Linked DNA regions of Mus musculus: region 1 is linked to region 2. The links are chromatin contacts, called in public Hi-C maps. All regions are on one chromosome and are shown on one strand. Each heading gives the region's core, a stretch centred on a gene start, on an enhancer-like site or on the middle of the called end of the contact. The rest is flanking DNA. Distances are from core to core; before and after follow the strand shown. Region 1 holds the start of Slc34a2 (solute carrier family 34 (sodium phosphate), member 2). Region 2 has its middle 25 kb from the start of Gm30241.

The links. A called contact is a pair of places that touch in the nucleus more often than the background predicts.
Region 1: a Hi-C map of epidermal suprabasal cells shows a contact between it and region 2, with 2.0 times the contacts expected there. The contact joins the promoter of Slc34a2 here to the enhancer-like site in region 2. A contact is called at or near these places in 7 of 484 Hi-C or Micro-C datasets (adipose-derived mesenchymal stem cells, epidermal suprabasal cells, liver and 2 more), 2 of 115 datasets of contacts at active chromatin or transcription factors (embryonic stem cells and liver) and 2 of 9 other capture datasets (adipose tissue and pancreatic islet).

What each region holds. Positions count from the first base shown.
Region 1 is chr5:53,046,173-53,050,629 of GRCm38.p6, reverse strand. It overlaps Slc34a2 (solute carrier family 34 (sodium phosphate), member 2), which reads right to left and starts at 1,277. Exons shown (of 13, transcript NM_011402.3): 1 at 1,234-1,277. Gm17182 (predicted gene 17182) reads left to right here and starts at 1,275. Exons shown (of 2, transcript NR_166509.1): 1 at 1,275-1,749; 2 at 2,392-2,888.
Region 2 is chr5:52,908,051-52,912,452 of GRCm38.p6, reverse strand. No RefSeq gene overlaps it. Among named protein-coding and RNA genes, the nearest start is that of Gm30241, 25 kb to the right of the region's middle. Within about 2 kb of position 1,967, at least 71 of the 459 cell types and tissues checked have an H3K27ac peak or open chromatin away from gene starts, as enhancers often do. A contact at or near this core is called in embryonic stem cells, epidermal suprabasal cells and uterus, where this site is marked.

The DNA.
Region 1 (4,457 bases), core at 28-2,527, 140 kb before region 2:
TTTTAAAAAAGGACTAATAGGACCTACACAACACTCCATCTCAAAAACCCAAAGGCTAGCTATGTAGCTCAGAACAGCCACTACGAAGCATAAGATTCTGAGTTCAATCCTTAGGCTGTCAGTTAGTTGACCTGTAACTATTCTGCCCTGTTTGGGGGAGTTAAAAGCTAAATTTGTAAACCTATGTATGCGACAATCTTTATTGAAATCTAGTATACTCCAAATCAGATCCCTCAAATACTGTTTTGGGGTGTTTTGTTTTGTTGTTTTCTTTTTCATAAACTCAGGCTATTCTGTGCCTGAGTCGTGGTACCCTGGAGGGGTAGGGGAGGGGTAAGGGAGGGAGGTAACTTGTGTAGCATCCAAAACTATTACAAAGCCTGCCCTTCTTGCCCCGGCTTACAAAAGCTTGTAAAACAGAAAAGGTCATTATCAGCTGGCATAGGATAAGACGGTCTCCTAGTCCCAAACAATGCTTACTGTGGGGAGGCTCAGGTTTTCCAGAAATGCCTAACTGAGAACAAGTTTCAGTCTACAAGACAGGAAAGCAGACAGATGACAGAGCCACCCTGCTAGCACAAAACTCTCCTGAAAGGACCTCCCCCCGCCCCCAAAGTACAGGACCGATGATCCACGGGTTTTAAGAAAATGCCCACAGTACCTATGGCAGGCACCTGTCCCTCTGGAACTTTAACTCCAAAACGGGCACTCCTCCTCTGGCTTGAGCATACTGTCTCCTCCGACCCTGTGCATATCCCTCTGCCTTAAGAACCAGAAATCAAATCCTGCTCAAGACATCTGAAGGGCAAAAGCTTTTGGCCAAGTCCCCCCAGAAGGGTCTGCATCCTCCAGCAGCCAGAGCAAACCTAGAACTTGCAGGAAAAGACCCAGGTGTCATGAAGAGGGCCACTGCACGTCAGGGAGTCACACGGGTAGTAACCCAGACCAAGCATGAGGCCAGCCCGGCAGATCCTCCCACCCCAAGCCACAGACACAGCTAGCAGGTGAGGCATGTCCACCTACACTAGTTCTAAGAGTTGTCCTGACAGCAATCACAACCATCTTTTAAAAAAAATCTGAAAGTTTAAGATGATGTGCTCTCATATCCTCCTCTGCAGCCCAGAGCCAGTCAAGTCCCTTAGGGGTGTCTACAAGAATGAAGTCACTTAAAAATTCAGTGTAGGTCCTTGAGATCAGAAGCAGCCGGCGGTAGCGGCCGACCGGTGTACTCACCAGCGCTCCCTTCGCAGGTAAGGGACAGCAGGAGGCACCCAGGTGGAGCGCAGCTGAGCGCCCGGTATATATACAGCGAAGGTGTTGCGCAAAGAGGCCGGCGGCAGTCGCTGTCATCACGCCCCTCGCACATTCCAGGACCGCCTGCTGCCGCCGCCACGGCACTGCCTACCTGCCGGCTTAGTGAGCCCATCGCGGGGAGAAACCTCAGACCAGGCCCGCAGTAGGAACGGCCGAACCGCCTGCGCCCCGGTGGCGCCCCGCGCGCCCCGAATCCCTGCCTGCCTCCCTCACACGCGGGAGTTGCTGCGAATGCTGACCACCAGCTGTGGGCCTCTGCCCTCTGCCTCGTTCTCCCAGAGTCTCTGTGCCGTTCCGTCTCCAGGGCTGGAGAGGTTAGACACTGAGCAACAGATTGTAAATTCAGGGACAAGATTCTTCTTCTTCGCAACAAAGCCAGGATTGTTCCAGGTGCCTCTGCCTGGAGACCTGTCTGGCTTGGGCAGTTAGAACAAGGTCAGCATGGAACTTAAGACTGACTGCTAGGGAGTGGCGGGCCTGGAGAAGGGGTGCTTTCTCTACAGTGTGGGTGCCCTGGGTCAGTCGCCCCCCATCCCCATCTCTACCCACTGTAAGGTGGCCTGGAGATCAGCCCCAGGAGGCCCCCCCCTTCCCCCCAGGCTAGTACTGAACAAGATGGAAACAGTGGATTTAGCCTCAGATCAGAGCTTCAAAGCCTTGCCTCAGAGGCCCAGGAGCCAAGATTAAGTAAGGCACGGGGTAAGGGCACAGGCTCACACAGGAACTGCTAAAACAGAGCTAGTTTTGCCTCAAACTCCAAGTACCCATAACTAATGTTTGGAGGTGCGCTGCCCTGGGCTAAGCTCTCAGGATCTTAGCTGCCTGTCTTCAGTTCCCTGCTCGCCCCCCTTGCCGTCCCCTCCTCATTTTTCTCAGTGTAAAATGTGTGTCCTTGGTTCACAGCACTCAATATTTTAACACTGTCCTTCCAGAGTTGGAGGACTAGGAAGGTTCTGAGACTTATCACAGGTGCCAATACTGTCTACAGCAGCACAAAGCACAAACGACTCAGTTGGAGACAGGGAAGAAAGCTAGCCTGCCTGGTGGCCCTGTGGAGGAATAATGTTTGCTCTACAGGACAAACTAAGGAGTTCTCAGCAAGCACCTCTCAGAGCACAGGCTGGAGTAAACGGAGTCCACCCCCACGTGACCACCACGGAGTTCAGCACAGCCTGTAGCCAGCGGAGGGCAGGGCAGGGCAGGCTGCACTCTCCACCTACGCTGTTCCCAGGAACCCTGAGGCCTTCACTCACTGGTCATCTATCCTGTGACCCTGCCTCACAGTGGCTAAAGGCTTCCCTGAGGAGGTAACTGCCTTGCCCCTTGCTTTAAAATCATTTCCCAAAATGGAGCCCATGTGGGAAGATCAGCTCTGCCAAAAACCTTGGGAAGGCTCCTTTAAGTTCCAGTAGACAAGGGAACGTCAACCAAAGCTCTCAGGGTGTTATCTTCTTGGTTCTAGATTGACTACAGTTCTTTACTTCTCTGCAATGTGTAAGTGTGTCTACATTCATTCTCACCTCCCTTTAATCAGAATGTGGTCTAATAAAGAACACTTCCATGTTTTCATTTGATCTCTGATACCCGATATCTTCATTTAATAAGCCTATGTTTACATACAAACTTCTGGAATACTATCACCAACGTAGATTACCCTAGCTAGCTAACCTCCGATTACGTAATGCAGCACTGTAGGGTAGAATTAGGTAGATCATGCCATTAATTATTCTGAAATTGAGGTCCAGACCATCTTCTCTATGCTACGGAGTTCTGTGTAACTGTTACAGGCCTAAAACCTGTGGGATGAGAACACTTGAAATCCTATCATTGATTTGGGTGTTTTGTGTTTTTTTTTTTGTTTTGTTTTTGTGGGTTTTTTTCCTGTAAAATATGTACTCATGCTGATAACGGAGTGGAACATGTTCGATTTCTCATATAAAAACATTAGATTTGGGAAATCATTTGTGATCTGTGCTACTGAGACCTTACCACATACAGGCTCCGTAAGAATTTACAGAGTCAGCCGGGAGTGGTGGCGCACGCCTTTAATCCCAGCACTCGGGAGGCAGAGGCAGGCGGATTTCTGAGTTCGAGGCCAGCCTGGTCGACAAAGTGAGTTCCAGGACAGCCAGAGCTATACAGAGAAACCCTGTCTCAAAAAACCATAAAAAACCTTACAGAGTCACAATGCTTGGAAATTGCTGGATTAAGATATCAGCAAGGTTCCCTCTTCTTTGAGACAGGGTCTAACTATGTAGCCCTGGCTGTGTTGGATCTCACATCAGCCTGACTAAGCCCCCCAAGGGTGAGGATTAAAGGTGTCTGCACTATACCCGGCTTATTATCTTTATTTTTAAATAGGCTTTTCCTTCATAGAACCTTTGTTTTATGAGGAACTCAGAGCATGATGGGTAGGAAGAACCCAGAGTCGAGCGCGCTGGCTCCCATTTGTTATCTCACAACTAGAGCAAGTAAAGGCACAACTAGGAAATTGAAGGCCTAAACTGAGGCCATGTCTCAAACAGACACTTGATTCACAGCAATACCACCTTAGTGTAATCTTCAGTAAATGGATAGCCATCAAATGGGAACAAATGAAATGAGGCTCTGCTTCTTACCCTACACACATAATCTAGAGGCAAATATTCCTGATAATAAAAGCTCAAGCCTTTAAAACAAAGAAGCCAGAAGTGGTGGGTACACCTGTAAGGCTAGTACTGGGGTGCAGAAACACCACAAGAATCAGGTGATCCTTGGTTAGATATCAAGACAGGTCTGGGCTACAGGAGACTGTCTCAAAAGAACAAAAATTCAGATGCTGTGGCTTTAATCCCAGCCACTAGGAAGCAGGTCAGCCTGATCTCTAAATTATAGGACAGCCAGGGCTAGGTAGATAGACTCTGTCTCAAAAATAAACAAAGGTGAGGACTAGAGAGATGGCTTAGCACTTTTTGCTCTTATTAGAGCTGTTTTGGGTTCTCAGTTTCTACATGAGACTCAACCATCTGTAACTCTAGTTTCTGAGGATCAGAGGCCCTCTTCTGACCTCTGAACTCCTGCAGGCACACACGCACTTACACAAAAAAAATTAAACAGAACACATGGACAAGCCAGAGTGAAGTGTAATAGTCACTGGTAGTAAT
Region 2 (4,402 bases), core at 718-3,217:
AAACCTTATGAATAGGACCAGTGACCCTTCTGCCATGTGAGCACACGGCAAAGAGACAGCTCTTACCAGCTGAAAGAAACGCTAAGCCAAAAGGAAACTTCCTGGCACAGAGGCCAAAATGGCTGCCTGTAAGCCAACCGACACCCCAGAAAACCGGGCCCAGACTTGCTAACTGATAAATTCATTTACTAAAATAGTTTTACAATATGACAGGACACGTGACCTGCTTTATGCAAAAAAAAGTATTATATCTCTTTTAGAAACTTATTATTTCTATACAAATGATTTGGGATTATAATCTGGCTGTACTCAAGAAACTTTACAGAAAGGGAACCTGAGATAAAATAAATGACTGATGTCCCATCCAAAAAAATAAAAATCATTTATGCACTCTTCCATAGAACCTCAGTTTGGATGCCAGTACCTATATAGGGTAGCTCACAACCTGCTTGAAACGTCAGGACCACATTTCCCTGCCTATTGACCTCATTTCATGGAGTCACTGTGATAAGGAAATGAGATGGAGAAAGAGAAGAAAGAACTGGCAGAACAAGGGGAGCCTCTAAGGAAGTAGGCAAGTCTCCCAATTTAGAAGCTCATTAAAAGCACAGCCGACAGTGACCGGAGCCTGACATCAGTCAAAGGCACCAATGCCACCACACCCACCCACCTCCCCGACCCACCCCAGGCTTCCTGAGACACCTGGGACTGGTTCTGCAGCAATTGTCTTCAACATTCAGATGTCAATTAATATTAATATTCAGATGAAGAAGCTGGGCCACGCCCTTCCTGTCTGGGTTCCAAATCGCACAAAGGACCTTATGTGTCTCTAGGCCGGCCAAGCACACACATAGCCCCAGTCCAACAAAAGACAGAACTCGAGGTGCCCACACAAATGAGCATTTGATGATCCATCCATTCAAGGACTACCCATCCTAGCCTCAATGTATAGAGTGGGGCTGGGTGGGGCCTAAGATACAAAGATGGCGATGACACGGGGTGCTTGCTCATGTCATCCCTCTCTTTAGAATGTCCTCGGGAGTTTCTACCTCATCACCAGTTCCTACTTGTCTTACCTCCTTCCATCTGCTTTTTCCATCCCTCAGGGCTAAATTGAAGTCCATCTCCCCTTACCCAAGCCAGATTTAAGACCCTCTGTGCCATGCCCCACTCAGCCCACCTCATGATGAGCTGTGTCCCTGCATGGTGGCCACGGGTCTCCTTCCTTCTCTACATCCCTTCCTGCAGATCAATATTGTTCCTTTCTTACATAGACACGTTACCAACCCAGGGTTGTGAAATGTAGTTAAAGCTTGACAAACGTACACGGGGCAGTTATTTTTAATACAGTTTCTCGATAGTCGAAAAAGTGAAAAGTCTGAATTTTTAGTCCGTAATACATAAGCAAGAGCCCTTGCTGTTCGTTCTGGAAATCCTGAGCTGTAACTATTGTAAAAGGCTGTGAATTTAAAATAGTCAATGATGTGAAGCGCAGAGCAGGAGACAACGGCAGCATTACAATATGCTGCTGCTATGAGTCGATGTTAATAATAATAGCAATGACATTTAAATTTGTCCAGAAGGCAAGGATGAAAGTCAAGAGACCTGGATTTGCCCTTCAACTGTGACTTTCAGACTGTAGACCTTGGGCAACCCCTGTGGATTCCAAGGGATGGCGGCCTGTAAATGCAAAGGGAGTTCTGCTTTATCTCTGGGAAGCGCTGGAAGCCACCTCGAGTCTGTGACAGGTGGAGTCCATGACCGGTGCTTGCAGAGACACACACAAGCACAGTGTGACTGACATTCCCGCTTACAGAACAAGCGTCAGTTTAATTCAGTTCTGAGCCCAGTAGGTGCCATTAAGTCTCAAAGAAACGCGGGCAAGTTTCTCTCAGTACCTGTGGCTCCTCCCAGCACATCTCACCCCGCCCCCTCTGCTAAGCCTCCCTCTCCTGGGGCTGGGCTTCCGGTCCCTCACCCCACCCCCGCCCCTTCGTAGTCTATTCTTTGTGTAACTCGGACATTTTGGCTATGCACCCTCCTGATCCTGATCTCTTGCTGGCTGTCTCCCTTCCTAGATCACCCCGGGACCACTTACTTGCCCGCTCTGTTTTCTGTCACTCTCCCCTCCTCTCACTCCTCTCTCGGCCGGCTCTGTTCATATCTACAGCAAATCTTCTCAACCATATCTCGGAACATATGAGTCATATCCTCATTTTTTCATTCAGATCCCACATCCCAACTCTGCAACTGTGTTCTTGAAGATACTCTTGTTCCTTTTTTGATAAATGCTCAGACTTCTCATTGTTCCCTTGTTGGGAGGTGGGGAGTGCACGCTGGGGGTTTTGTTGTTATTGCTATTATTGTTTGGTTTTGTTGCTGTTTAATGGTTTTTGGTTTGGTTTAGTTTTGGACAGGATTTTTTTTCTGGGCAGCCCTGGTGTCTTAGTTAGGGTTTCTATTCCTGCATAAAACATCATGACCAAGAAGCAAGTTGGGGAGGAAAGGGTTTGTTCAGCTTACATTTCCACATTGCTGTTCATCACTTAAGGAAGCCAGGACTGGAACTCAAGCAGGTCAGGAAGCAGGAGCTGATGCAGAGGCCATGGAGGTATGTTACTTACTGGTTTGCTTCCCCTGGCTTGCTCAACTTGCTTTCTTAAAGAACCCAGGACTACCAGCCCAGAGATGGCACCACCCATAATGGGCCTTCTCCCCTTGATCACTAATTGAGAAAATGCCTTACATCTGGATCTCATGGAGGCATTTTCTCAACTGAAGCTCCTTTCTCTGTGATAACTCCAGCCTGTGTCAAGTTGACACAAAACTAGCCAGTATACCACCTGGCTATCCTAGAGCTCACCCTATAGACCAGGGTAGCCTTGAGTTCAGAGATCTGCCTGTCTCTGCCTTCTGAATGCTGGGATTAAATGCACATGGCACTGTGCCTGACTCCTTGCTATAACTCTTTTTTTTTTTTTTTAAATTTTTTTTTTTAGATTTATTTATTTATTTATTTATTTATTTATTTATTATATGTAAGTACATTGTAGCTGTCTTCAGACACTCCAGAAGAAGGAGTCAGATCTCGTTACGGATGGTTGTGAGCCACCATGTGGTTGCTGGGATTTGAACTCCGGACCTTCGGAAGAGCAGTCGGGTGCTCTTACCCACTGAGCCATCTCACCAGCCCCGCTATAACTCTTAAACATACTTTTAAAAAGTGCCGTCACCAAAGCTCAAGTGGTTCCTGGGCAGCCTTTGAAGAAGGAACTGACCCCGGCAGGCAACAAGAAGCCTAGAACACAGTGAAGTCTGGGTTGTTAGCATGCTGAAAATAATAACTGAAGCCTCTGGGGGGCGCCCTGGGAAGCAGTAAATTCTCCCTGTGATCATTTAGCGTCACCCCAGAGACCAAGGTTTGGGGAATAGTCAGCAACCAAAGCGTACTTCACTCTAACCTGCCCAATTCTGCTACCCAGGAAGCTGAGGTGCAGAGGAAGGCTGAAAACTTGGGGATGAAATTCTTCAGTGAATGAATGCCTCAGGTTCTCCTTGGGGCTAACCTGCTCTACAGTGGCCACTGGGCCTCATCTATCAGCTCTGAAAGAAGACAAAAAGAACTGGAAGCACTTTTTGTGCCTGAAGAGGGACAGAACATAGCGAAGGGGGAGAAAGATTTCTAAGAACCTGAATACTCTTCCCCTACCCCCAACCACCCCATGCAGGCTTAGAGCTTAAGTAGACCTCCTCACTTTCCATCTGACCACAGACTGACATTTCCCTAGGGAGCCCAGGCTATCACTACAGCCTTTCCTACAGGGCCGAATGCACCTTTCCAGGAAGCCCTCCCTGACCTGGTTACACAGCAGGCTGGCTTCACCTGTGCTTATCTTTGCAGTCATTCACAGCATCCCACAGCACATCGAGGCTGCCACTACATCCATTCCCTGCATTATCATGTGAGCTCCAGCTGGGTGAGAACCCTGTGTTAGTCATGTATTAGAGAGATGTGAAGAATCAGATTGAGTCATGGAGATGCCTTGGCTGAGTCACAGCAGACAGAGTTGGCAAGCCATACACAACTGAAAGTCAAGGTGTTAGGCAGAAGAATGCTTGCTGAATGATCTTTCTCTAAAGCCTCCATACCCACATGACCTCTGTGTCTACCGCTGGTGGCTAGGCCTGTATGCTCCAGGCTGAAACCTGGGGAACGTTTTCTGGATGAACCAAACTGAGAAAACAGCCCAAGAGAAAAGGCAGCGACTGTATTTGAAGATTTTAGGAAGTAAAAACCCAGATGTCCTCTAGTGATGTCCCCTGGTTCAAAGTTCCACTCGTCAGCATTTCCGTGCCTTGGTTTTAAAGATGGAAACGCTGCCAGTGAACTCCAGGCATCTAA